Linked DNA regions of Sus scrofa: region 1 is linked to region 2. The links are chromatin contacts, called in public Hi-C maps. All regions are on one chromosome and are shown on one strand. Each heading gives the region's core, a stretch centred on a gene start, on an enhancer-like site or on the middle of the called end of the contact. The rest is flanking DNA. Distances are from core to core; before and after follow the strand shown. Region 1 has its middle 620 kb from the start of COL12A1. Region 2 overlaps COL12A1 (collagen alpha-1(XII) chain).

What was found. Hi-C and Micro-C count contacts between places; a contact is called where the count stands out from the background.
Region 1: a Hi-C map of embryonic fibroblasts shows a contact between it and region 2, with 1.8 times the contacts expected there. The contact joins two enhancer-like sites. A contact is called at or near these places in 2 of 47 Hi-C or Micro-C datasets (embryonic fibroblasts and fibroblasts).

The regions. Positions count from the first base shown.
Region 1 is chr1:91,359,465-91,365,675 of Sscrofa11.1, reverse strand. No RefSeq gene overlaps it. Among named protein-coding and RNA genes, the nearest start is that of COL12A1, 620 kb to the right of the region's middle. Within about 2 kb of position 3,290, at least 7 of the 83 cell types and tissues checked have an H3K27ac peak or open chromatin away from gene starts, as enhancers often do. A contact at or near this core is called in embryonic fibroblasts, where this site is marked.
Region 2 is chr1:90,838,806-90,844,848 of Sscrofa11.1, reverse strand. It overlaps COL12A1 (collagen alpha-1(XII) chain), which reads right to left. Exons shown (of 51, transcript XM_021092374.1): 32 at 3,699-3,863; 33 at 2,108-2,146; 34 at 1,873-2,011. Among named protein-coding and RNA genes, the nearest start is that of COL12A1, 97 kb to the right of the region's middle. Within about 2 kb of position 3,593, at least 4 of the 83 cell types and tissues checked have an H3K27ac peak or open chromatin away from gene starts, as enhancers often do. A contact at or near this core is called in embryonic fibroblasts, where this site is marked.

The DNA.
Region 1 (6,211 bases), core at 2,041-4,540, 520 kb before region 2:
AAAACTTCCCATAGAAACAGAAAATAAAGTGATTAGCAGTGATAGAATACAGCAATTAAAAGCTTTGTTAGAAACTCAGAAAGATTAATATAATTTAACAATTGCCCATATCATTTAAATATCTCAGGCTTGCAGACTTTCACCCAAGGTGGGCGCTGTCAAATTTTACAGACAGTCAGAAAAGCTTCACATTCTCAAAGACTCTCTTAACTGGAAAATTTGTGGGGCATTTCAGCAGTAGATTCCAGTTTGTTGTGAAATGTCATGTAAACTGATCTTCTGAATCCCAGACTTTCCTGATATACTCAAGCATGTGATTTGAACAGCTGATTCCACTTGCCATTAGTCAACAGAAATGATTAACAGACATAAAATGGTAAATGCCATCCCAGACAAAGGATGACTCATGAGTGAAAGTGATTTAAAGTTCACAAGTCTGGCTCACTAAAGCCGACCCTTGGACAGTAACTATGGAGATCAATTTACGTACACTTTATTTCTGGATATATTTCATTTAGAGACTGATAGACACATAATTATATTGAAATACTTATTTTCTTAAAATTAATCTATTTTTCACTTTACCCCAGGAGTGGGAAAATTAAACCCATGGGCCAAATCTGGTGTCCCTCTCATTTTTTTTAATAAAATTTTATTGGCTTGCAATTACTTTTTTTGGCTACTTTTTCTTGAAACAACAAAATCGAATAGTTATTGCAGAAACTGTATGGTCTGAAAAGCCTAAAACATTTAGTATTTTGCCCTATATAAGAAAAGTGTGTTGATGCCAGTTTTTGTCTCTATTATTTGATATGTAATCAGATTTAGCATTTAGTATGATGAGTTCCCTTACTATTTATTACTGGCCTATACTTTAACCACACTACAGTCCTAACCACACTACAGTATATTGTCATTTCCATTAAGTATATGAGAAAGAAGAGGCATTGGAAGTTTAAAGGTCTCACCCATGAAAACCGCGATCCTTGAAGCTGATTCAAAACCCATGCTAGCCTCTTTAACCCATCTCTTCTCCAATAAGTCCATGGTCTTCCTCTTCCAGGCAATTTGCATGACTAGAATCTATGAGACTTAGCACCTGGATGGGAAGTTAAATGTACAGTAGAGCAGAGGGGGAAAATAGTTTTAAAATTTTCCTCGAAGTGTAAAGAATGACCTCCAAGTACTTAGCTTAGTCCCGACACTATTTTTAAAGCTTTCAAACCAGCCTGCGTCTGGAAGTCACAATTTAGTAATTAATTAGTCAACATCTTTTGGCAAAGCCTTCTTACCAAAGGGTAACATCTCTGACGTTCTGTATCTTCATCTTCAAAGAAGGAATGGGAGCTAGAGGGCTGCAGGGTTTCAGTTGAAGTCCAGCATGCATGCTCCATCCTGTGCCTTTAGCCAGGCCTCCTGGTGGGGTCCACCGTGTCCAGATTGTGTGAAGCCTTGACCACCCCTAGTGAGTGAGATATACCCCCAGACCCAAAACCCAGCTTATATTTCTGGTGGTGACACATTTCATTTGACTGTATTCTCTGTCTGACTCCCTGTCTACATGTTCCAGAAAAGGAACATTTTTACCAAATCCATTCATTTATTGAGCCACCTGGCAAGGTTGCACCCCTGTGGGCTGTTTATTGCTTTTTCTTGAAACAGGTATTCCTCACCTGTTCTGCAAGTCATTTCATACATTCCTTGGAAATTGTCAGTAAATTATCTCAATATGATCTTACTCTTCCCGTTAAGGACTACTACTTGAACCCAGGCTTTTCTTTTTATCTCCACTGCAAACTGGTGAAGCGTGTATCTTTGTTTTATTATTTTCTCCTCCAGATTTACCCATGAAGAATTTGAAATAGTTACAACAAGAATACCCACATCTATAACAATATACTTAAATATTTACAGGCTGTTCTGAGGACAACAACTTGATTCTATTACAGCAACTTCTGGAAGTTGGATATTTCCACACAGAAGGATACATGCATTGTATGGAAGGGGAAAGACTCATCAGTAGTGTTTCACAAAACCAGAGAATATCAAAGGAAAAGTCATCTTGGAAGATATCTAGTCCAACCCCCTAGTTCCATGAATGAGTAAATGGAGACCTTCATCCTCAGGTAGGATGTGAAAAGGAAAGCTCCTTTGCTCAGCTTTGCTCTCATGGGACCCAGTAATACATGCCCCTTGGAAGGGAGTGGGTGATCCCATAGATCTACCCATTATTCCATGATTCTCCCTTTAGGATTTTGACATTATGCAAATTAAAAAAATATCTCTGGGGAGTTCCCATTGTGGCACAGAGGAAACAAATCTGAGAGTATTCATGAGGCCTTGCCTTGCTCAGTGGCTTAAGGATCCATGGCGTTGTCATGAGCTGTGGTCACAGATGCGGCTTGGATCTGGTGTTGCTGTGGCTGTGATTAGGTTAGCAATTACAGCTCCAATTCTGCCCCTAACCTGGGAATTTCCATATGCCCCAGGTGTGGCCCTAAAAAGCAAATATGTGTGTGTGTGTGTGTGTGTGTGTGTGTGTGTGTGTGTGTATGTGTGTGTATTGTCAATAATAAAATTACTTTGATAAATTAAAACCATAAAGTGAGTTCCTAGTGATTTTTTACTTCCCAGTGATTTTTCAGTTCCTAGTCAAAAGCCTGGTAAAAACAAGGTCTATTGATGGAAATTCTTGTTTTCTTCATCTTTTTATCCTCCTTCGCCCCTCCCTTCACCCCTAACCCTTGCTGTCCCTCCCTGTTCCTGGCCCCCTTTGAGTCTCCACCCAAGAGGGAAATGTTTCTGGAAGCATGAAAATAAGGAAACTGAGATCAAGGGATTTCTGGAATCGTTGAGTTTCCATCCTTGAGGATTCTTTGCATCTGAGGCAAAACTTCAAATACTAAATGATACACTGAAAATTACACTGACAGAACTGAAGGGCATGTTTGCACTAAATGAAAAGCACACATCTCTCAAGCATGTAGCTTATTTGGCTTCATTCCTCAGACCAAGCTCATACTGTTTTGGGGCCTAAATGTGCATCAGCTTCCAGCCAGCCTGTGCCAGCCCACGTCTACATTCCTCCCAGGAGTTCAGGCACCGGGACATTTTCATGCTCACGTCCATCATTTACGTGTTCTCCTGGTATTGCTCCTGGTAGTGGAAAAGATCAGCATATTATTCGGGTTACTTGGAAAGCAAATTCTCCTTAATAAGTATTCTATTACATGTACTATGTGAGACCAGGGGACTCGCGGACTTTTTTCCCCTGTTCTCCCTGAGTCATCGTGTCTGGCATTTCACAAAACATTCCAGAAGGCAAGACCAGGAGGAACCGCAACAGTAGCAGAAGCAATTCCTGGGAAGGAAACGCCTTTGCTTGAGGGAAAGGGAGAAAAAGATTGAGAAAAAAAAAGGAAGGGGGCAGAGGAAGGGGAAGTCACACTGTCAGCAACTCAAAAATAAAGAAAATAGGTTAATCGTTACTGTAGTCACCACTTTGTAGGCTTGTTCCAACAACTCATAAGTGAGACACAGGGAGAAGGATACCAATTCAAGAAAAAATTTAGAAACAAAATCTTAGACTTGATCTTGATCTTGGTCTGTTTTCAACCTCAGTATACTGGGTACTGGGGTTCTATTTAAGGACAGGCCAAGAAGATCTAGGACACGTCAGATTGGTTCTGTGTGTTATGTGTATGAGAGAGAGAGCTTCCAAGTTTAAGCTTTAGTCTTTGTAACTGGGGGATAATATTCTGACCTCAGTCTAAGAATTTTGCTGCTGTTGTTAAGGGCATTTTTACAAATCCCACTTTCCTTTTCAAATCTAAAAAGGATGCTAGCCTCAAAATTTCTGTTAATCTAGGAGATATTAACCTAGTTTTTAAAGAAAAATCAAGTGACTTTTCTCTCACCTACCAAGCAAAGCTACCATTACTTAAATAGCAGAATGTCTAACTAAAAGGCCTGTCATAACAGAAACAAAGGCACAGAGTTTGTAAATATATCTAAGGTAATTATTGAGTTATTGCGCTGATGGTGGGTATTGGTAGCCCAGACGGGGAAGGTAAAAGGTAGTGTGAGGAACAGGGAGCAGAGGCACATTCTCCAGCTTTTCCATGCTCCCCAAAGATGTCCAAGAATTGCATATATGGGCCAAAATATTTTTAAGATTATTTTTTGGACATTTTTCTGACCTTTTATTTCTACATTTTGAGAGTCACAAAGATAGCGGTTAGAATTTCACCTACTTTATACTACATACCCTTTGTATAAAAATAATATCACCTTGTAGCAAAGCAGACAAAAGTCTGGAATTTGCTCCAGTCAAAGTGCTTAAATGACAGCGTTGCCTGCAACATTTTAGATTAAGGTCAGTGAAGGGCAGGTAACTTCATGCACTGGCTTTACTGATTCCCACAGTGGAACATTCTGGGATTGCAGCTGTCCCGCAGCAGCCCCAGTAAAATAATTGTGTTCTTCTCTGAAAATCTCCCAGACATTTGGAGCCCAAGGGCAAAAGGACCTGGTAACTGAAAGCTCTCAAGTAGGTGAGGAGCCAGAACCAAGGACATGCTCCCAGCCTTAATGGGAGTTTATTCATATGTTTATATTGCAGTGTGTGAGGTTAAAGAAGTTAATAAAGTTTCAAGAGGAGGGTGTATGCTATGCTATGCTCTGGCTTTCTACCAAAAGAGAGTAGAGTGTTGTTGAGTCTTTAAGCCTAACACTCAACCATCCTAGAACTGAGAGACAGAAATGTTTGATCTGCAAATGACCTCTGGGCTGAGTTAATTCCCCCCCCCTCCAGCCCTTAACGGGAGAGGGAGAAGGGGAGGGAGAACATTGCAGCCGGGGTGGGTTCATTGCGGTGGGGGGTTGGGGGCAGTAACCTGCTTCCATTCTTCTGAGCAAAGCTCTGCTTTCTTCTGTGGCAGAAGAGAGTTAGGAGTTTTTAATGGAAAAGTTGTAACTAATTTTCAGCAAGAGGCTGGAAAAGCTTCGCTGGGACCCTACTGGGAGTTGATAAAATGCTCAACTTTGACAGAGTTCATCGTTATTTATAACTAAAGTAGCTCAGATAACAGGTCCTCAAAACTCAGTGGCTCAAGATAATAAGAATTTAGCTAGCAATTGAGCTGGATTAAGCAGGGGCACCTTGGGTGCATCAGCTCTGCTCCCATCAGCAGGCTGGCCCGTGTATAGCTCACAGGGATGGTAGAGGCACACGATAACAAATGGTAACAAATAAGTGATAACAAATACACACTTGTTAGTCTTCTGCTGGTTTGCTAACATCCTATTAGCCAAAGGCAGTCACATGGCCAGCCATGGCAAAGGGCACAGGTAAAAAGTGGGTAACAAGTTTGAGATATCAGCGTAGCTTCCATCCTATGTAGACACCAAGCAGCTCGTGAGCCCTCAGCTTTCCCAGAGTGATAAAATGCTGGTGTAAGAGAGACAGCACTAAGAGGTGAAGGGTCTGGAAAGAAAAATGCTTTTAGTAGAATTAGCAGAGCTTTTGGCCAAGCAGGAGCAAACCATGAAGATAAGTGTGAAATCAGCTGGTATTGTGATTGGCCGGGCACCAGCACCTGGGCTTGCTGTGGGGCATAAAGGAAACATATTTTTTCTTTGAGGCTACTGTATATCTCCAGCCATGCTAGGAAAATTCATATTTATTATTCACTTAACCTTAGAACACTTCTAATGTTTCAGTGTAATTATTATTTCCATTTTATAAAGGAAGAAAAGGAGTAAGGGTGTATTTCTTCAAATCTCAGCGCGAGCAAGTGGTGGAATTGCCTTTTTCTGATGTCAAGGCTCATACACACTGCCCTGAAACTGGTACCCTCAGGTCCTGCCTTATTCTTTAGCTATCTCTTTCTGTCACAGTTTTCCTTTATTTCCAACATTTGGCAGAAACTCTTGTACCTATTGCTCCATTTGCTTATTGTTCATTCATCAGAGAATAGTAGAGCTAGGAGGTTTAAGAGGGGTGGAGATGGCCTGGTTCAAATCATAATTCTTCTATTTTTCCTAATCTGTGTGATGTTCATAAGCTACTATCTTTGTGCTTCATTTTCCTCATTAGGAAAGTAGTGATTATGACAATAAGAGCATGCATCCTGTAAAGTAGTTGCGAGGATAAAATGCATTTATATTCAAAGAACGTGAAGAAGAGTGCTCAGCATTCAATACATAAGGA
Region 2 (6,043 bases), core at 2,344-4,843:
CTGGAATATAGTGCTGCCTTATTTCCTTTTTTTTTTTTTTTTGCTCTTTAGGGCCGCACCCATGGCATTTGGAAGTTCCCAGGCTAGGGTTTGAATCAGAGCTACAGCTGCCATCCTGCATCAGAGCCACAGCAAAGGGGGATCCGAGTCACACCTGCAACCTACAGCACAGATCATAGCAACATTAGATCCTCAACCTACTGAGAGAGGCCAGGGATCAAACCTGCATCCTCATGATACTAGTCAGGTTCTTAACCCTCTGAGCCACAACAGGAACTCCACTGCTGCCCTATTTCTTAAAATATATGTTCTGGGCAAGCTGACATGGCACCTTCTGTATTTTCAAAAACCTACCATCTTCATAATATTCCATGTTAAAAAATACTATCTTCTCCTTATTAATTCATCTCTCACAGAGCCCATTTTTCTCTTTCTTTTTTAGTTAATGACTGATCTTGGAAAAAAAGCAAAAAAACTTGATTGCTCTCATGCTTCTTTCAGCCGCAAGCTCTGAATCCTGAGACGACGGTAGGCTGTCGTAAGTGAAAATGTAGGAACCATATCTTGAGGTGACATCATTAAACACTGGGTATTCAGAGTCACTGGAAAGTTTAAAACTGGGAACCAATGTGGTAAAAACCATAAAACAGTTAGGAACTTACAGGGCAGCCACATTACAACAATACAATCTGTGCTCTCTTAAATTAGTTTTGGTTTTATTCTGAATTTTCCATCAGCTTTCCCAAAGCATTTCAAATTTCAGACATGATTATCTGACCCTGAAAGTTTTATTTCTTCTTGTTCTTTCTCTCCATAAATTGCCAAACACATATTTTTCAACATTCAAGTGCTTTCCCTCTGATGAATAAAAAATACATATTTTGGTTATCAGACCCAGGTACAAACTTTCCTCAAGTAAAATGGCAACATCCAGAGCTACTCAACAGATCACCAGAGCACCAGCCAACAAAAACTAACTGCTGCCTGTGGGATCAGAGACAAGCAGGACGGCCGCAGCCTTTCATCTCCTGCAGTCAGAAACGTTAGGAACAATGCCTGTTCTCACTTTGCACTGAGTCCATCCAGGTCCTGTGCACCCATGGAGAAATATTCAAAAGAATAATTTGCCTCCCTCTCTAAACAACCACCCTTAGAAGAAGCATAACCACAACCCTAGCCTCAAATTCAAAAGGATCTGTGATCCATAATATTTCAGAAACAGGATGAGATTCTTGGGTCTGAGAGTAGCAGGCTTGAGTCCCAGATTCCAGTGTGACCTAATGGAAGACACTCAATCCAGCTGCACTGCAGGAAACTAAACCATGTCATCCATAGGCCTGTTTCAACAACCCCAAATGCTGGGGTGCTAAGGAGACAGCAAAGATTCCAAGAACCCCAAAAATATATCCGGGTGGCTGGAAGAAAAAGGACCTCCACAGTTTCCACTGTGGTGCAGGGGGTTAAGAATCCGACTGCAGGGATCCTGTTGTGGCTCAGTGGAACACCACTAGTATCCATGAGATGAGAATACGGCATTGCCGTGAGCTGCCGGGTAGGTCACAGACGCAACTCAGATCCTGCGTGGCTGTGGCCATGGCTGTGGCCTGCGGCTGCAGCTCTGAGTCTACCTCTAGCCTGGGAACTTCCACATGCTGCTGGTTGGGCCCTAAAAAACAAACAAACAAAAGAATCAGACTTCAGTGGCTTGAGTTGCTACAGTCATAGGTTTGATCCCCAGCCCAGCACAGTGGGTTAAGGATCTGGCTTTGCCACAGCCGCAGCTCAGATTCAAACCCTGATCTGGGAATTTCATGTGCCATGAGTATGGTCATTAAAAAAAATAGAAACAGCAGCACTTATTGTCGCACTTACGCTGTAGGCTGATTCACAAAGGCGTTCTTCTGAAGCCTGTAAGCTGAGTAGCTGGGGAAAGACCCTGACTCCAAAGAGACACCTTGTACGGAGGCAAAATTCTTTTCTGTCAGGTTGTACGCTTCAAGCATCTTAAAACCTTTACATCAGAAAGGAAAAGATTGAAATGAAGTCATTTAAATTATTTTATTGGTTGAATCCTGGAATAAATTAGCCCGAGAATACGAATGCTTACCCGGTGAGGTGTAGCCATCCAGATAAATAAGAGGACAACCTGCAATGCACAGTGTTGTTAAGCACGATTTCACCACCAAGGTGTACAGACATCACACGCACACAGAAAGCAACCGCATACACACATCAAGTAGCCAAATGGTTCATCCATTTATAAGACATATCAATCTAGCCTTTTATAAGTTTTGTGTGGACTTTCTATGTGTAGGAGAAATTACGCTATTGACCACCATAACCAATGTTATCAGAACATTCGCTGTACAACTGGGACTTTATAAGTTCCTGAGAATAGTAGACAGACTTAAAGGGTAATATTTTCAGATGATGTTCACCAGATTACAGAACTTGTCTCCCAGGAGACTTTAGACAGATGCAAGGGGAGGAGCAATTTGTTGCTATCCAACCCTCTTCTCTGCCAAGCCCTGGAGGCCCGTGCTGGCTCCCAAACATCACAGCCCTGGGTGTGGAGTGAGTCTCACCCTGGCCCCAGAGCTGGGGCAGCGGAGGGCTACATCCAGGACCCCTGGAGTGAAAGGAGCAGTTGGTCCTCCTAGCTCCATTCTGAGCTGCAAAATAAGCTTTACAGTAAAGCACTGACATCTGTTTACTACTGCTTCTTCTAATCAGAATTCTGAGATTTTTTGTTTGTTTTTTCAGCGCCACATCTGCGGCATATGGAAGTTCCCAGTCTAGGGGTTGAATCGAAGCTACAGCTGCCAGCCTACACCACAGCCACAGAAACTTGGGATCCGAGCCATGTCTGTGACCTCCACCACAGCTTATGGCAACACTGGATCCTTAACCCACTGAGCAAGGCCAGGGACCGAACCCTCATCCTTATGGATACTAGTCGGGTTTGTTAACCACTGAGCCACGACTGGAATTCCTGAGATCTTAATATAATATTTAGTAGGAGAAAACATAATACTCCTAAAGCATAACCCTGCCTAGGATCAGGGGTCTAGACCAGTCATATCACTGTCTCCAACATCTACTACCTCAAGAATCAGAAATCGTGGATGGGGAGGAGGACAAATCAACTTAAATTATCAAAACTTTTGTCCTTTGGTGTATTTTAAAAGTTAAACTTGAGGTATTGGTATAACAAGAAAAATCTACAGCCAAATAAACAAATGGAAACAAGTGAATTTCGGCAGCACACACACACACACACACACACACACACACGTCAGTTTCTTGGTGACTCTCTTGAAGCACGGATGTTGACAGGACAAGTACTGATTGATTACTAATAGGGAAAACTTCCACCTCAGAGAATTGCTTCCATATATGCACTTCTAAGTTGAAGATTAATGTTCTTAAATGTCACAGGCATTGGGATGGTGGGAAAAGGATATATTACAACACTTGATTTCCATACAAGGAATATTACATCTTCAAATCTAAAAACGGACCTCTGACAAGCACAGTCAGCATGATCCCAATAGGAACAATGACTCATCAGGGTCTCACACGGTTTCCCAGGATCTATTTATGTGCAGACTTGATCTTGTATGGGATGGAGAGTTGTCTACTAAGTAGTTATGTTTCCAAGCAAGTGAGACTAGGGATCCCTAGGAACCATGACTTACTTGAAGTGGCAGTTTCACAGACAAACGTGATGAGGTTGTCCTCTATCTTCTCAAAAGATTCGAAGTCATCCACGATGAACACATGCCGCTCACTTGGTTTGCTGGCGATGTTGGCAAGTTCATTGTAGTCGACGTCGGCCACACCAACTACAAAGACACTGAACCCTACAGAGCAGAGTTCGTAGAGAAAATCACACATCCTTTTTCTGTCCTTTGTTTTTTTAACAATTCCAAATAAAATCTTATCAGAAATGAGGCAGTATTCTTTCAGGTTATGCAGGAAGTCCTTTTAATTAGCATAAACGCTCTAACAAATATGGACTTTTTCCAGGTCTTCCTATTTTCTGGCTTAGAAAATTCAGTTCATTAGATTTCCTACAACAAAATGCTAACAATGGAAATACGAACATTTTAATAGCAGGATGACTTAATGTGGTACTCATTTCCTTCCACAGATGCACAGATTTAATATACTCATTAATTCTGTAGCTGTCTTAGGCAACATTAACATTTCAAGCTTATGTGACTCAGAAACCAACAAAGGGCTCATTTTAAACTTGGAATTCCTGAAACTGATTTACTCAACAAATCCTGACCACTTTCAAAACGGAATCTACAATTTCTACCAGTAAAACACTTTCACTGACTTAGACTCATACAAATAAAGTTCTCATTCTAAAAGCATAATCTGACAGTAGAAAAAAAGAGATTTATTTACATTAAGAATTAGTTACTTAAATAGAAATAAAGTAACTTGAGGAGCAAGCATTCACAATCCCAAAATTAAATCAATAGGGAGCAGAAAATAGGTAGAAATCTGCTCAAAGGGCATAACGTTATGAAAAGATCAGTGCAGAGGATAATCTCTATTGTAAGAAAACAGTATGACTTAGCACTCATCATGACTCATACGTGTAGCCAAAGAACCCTGTATATGCAAGGCAACAAATTCCAGGTAATGAAGTAGTTTACAGTTAGTACCACAATAAGTCATGCATAGCAGAGAGTTCTCTCAACTACGTCCCCCTTGGACCCCACCTGGGGAAAAGTGTTAATGCAAGTACAATAAAGACCTAGTTTCACACACCTACAGCCAACTAATCTATGACAAAGGAGGCAAAAATATGCAAAGGAGAAAAGACAGCCTATTCAATAAGTGGTGCTGGGAAAACTGGACAGCCACATGGAAAAGAATGAAATTAGAACACTCCCTAACACCATACACAAAAATAAACTCCAAATGGATTAAAGACTTAGATATAAAACCAGACACTATAAAACTCTTAGAGGAAAACATAGGCCAAACACTCCGACATAAACAACAGCAACATCTTCTCAAATCCAATAAAAACAAAAATAAACAAATGGGACCTAATCAAACTGAAAAGTTTCTGCACAGCAAAGGAAACCCTAAACAACACGAAAAGACAGAATGGGAGAAAATCTTTGCAAGTGAATCAACTGACAAGGAATTCATCTCCAAAATTTATAAACACCTTCTGCAGCTCCATACCAAAAAAACAAACAACCCCATCAAAAAATGGGCAGAAGATCTAAACAGACAGTTCTCCAAAGAAGACATAGGGATGGCCAAAAACCACATGAAAAGATGTTCAACATCACTCATTATTAGAGAAATGCAAATCAAAACCACTATGAGGTACCACCTTACACCAGCCAGAATGGCCATCATCCAAAAGTCTACAAACAATAAGTGCTAGAGAGGGTGTGGAGAAAAAGGAACCCTAGTACACTGTTGGTGGGATTGTAAATTGGTGCAACCACTGTGGAAAACAGTATGGAAGTGCCTCAGAAAACTAAATATAGAACTACCATTTCATCCAACAATCCCACTCCTGGCATCTATCCAGAGAAAACCATGACTCGCAAAGACACACGTACTCCAATATTCACTGCAGCACTATTTTCAATAGCCAAGACATGGAAACAACCTAAATGTCCATCGACAGAGGAGTGGATCAAGAAGATGTGGTACATTTACACAATGGAATATTACTCAGCCATTAAAAGGAATGAAATACCGGCATTTTTAGCAACATGGATGGACCTAGAAATTATCATGCTAAGTGAAGTCAGCCATACAATGAGACACCAACATCCAATGCTTTCACTGACATGTGGAATCTGAAAAAAGGACAGACTGAACTTCTTTGCAGAACAGATTCTGACTCACAGACATTGAAAAACTTATGGTCTCCGGAGGAGACAGTTTGGGGGATGGGGGGATGTGCTTGGGCTGTGGGATGGAAATCCTGTGAAATTGGATTGTGAGGATCATTATACAACTACAGATGTGATAAATTCACTTGAGTAATAAAATTTCA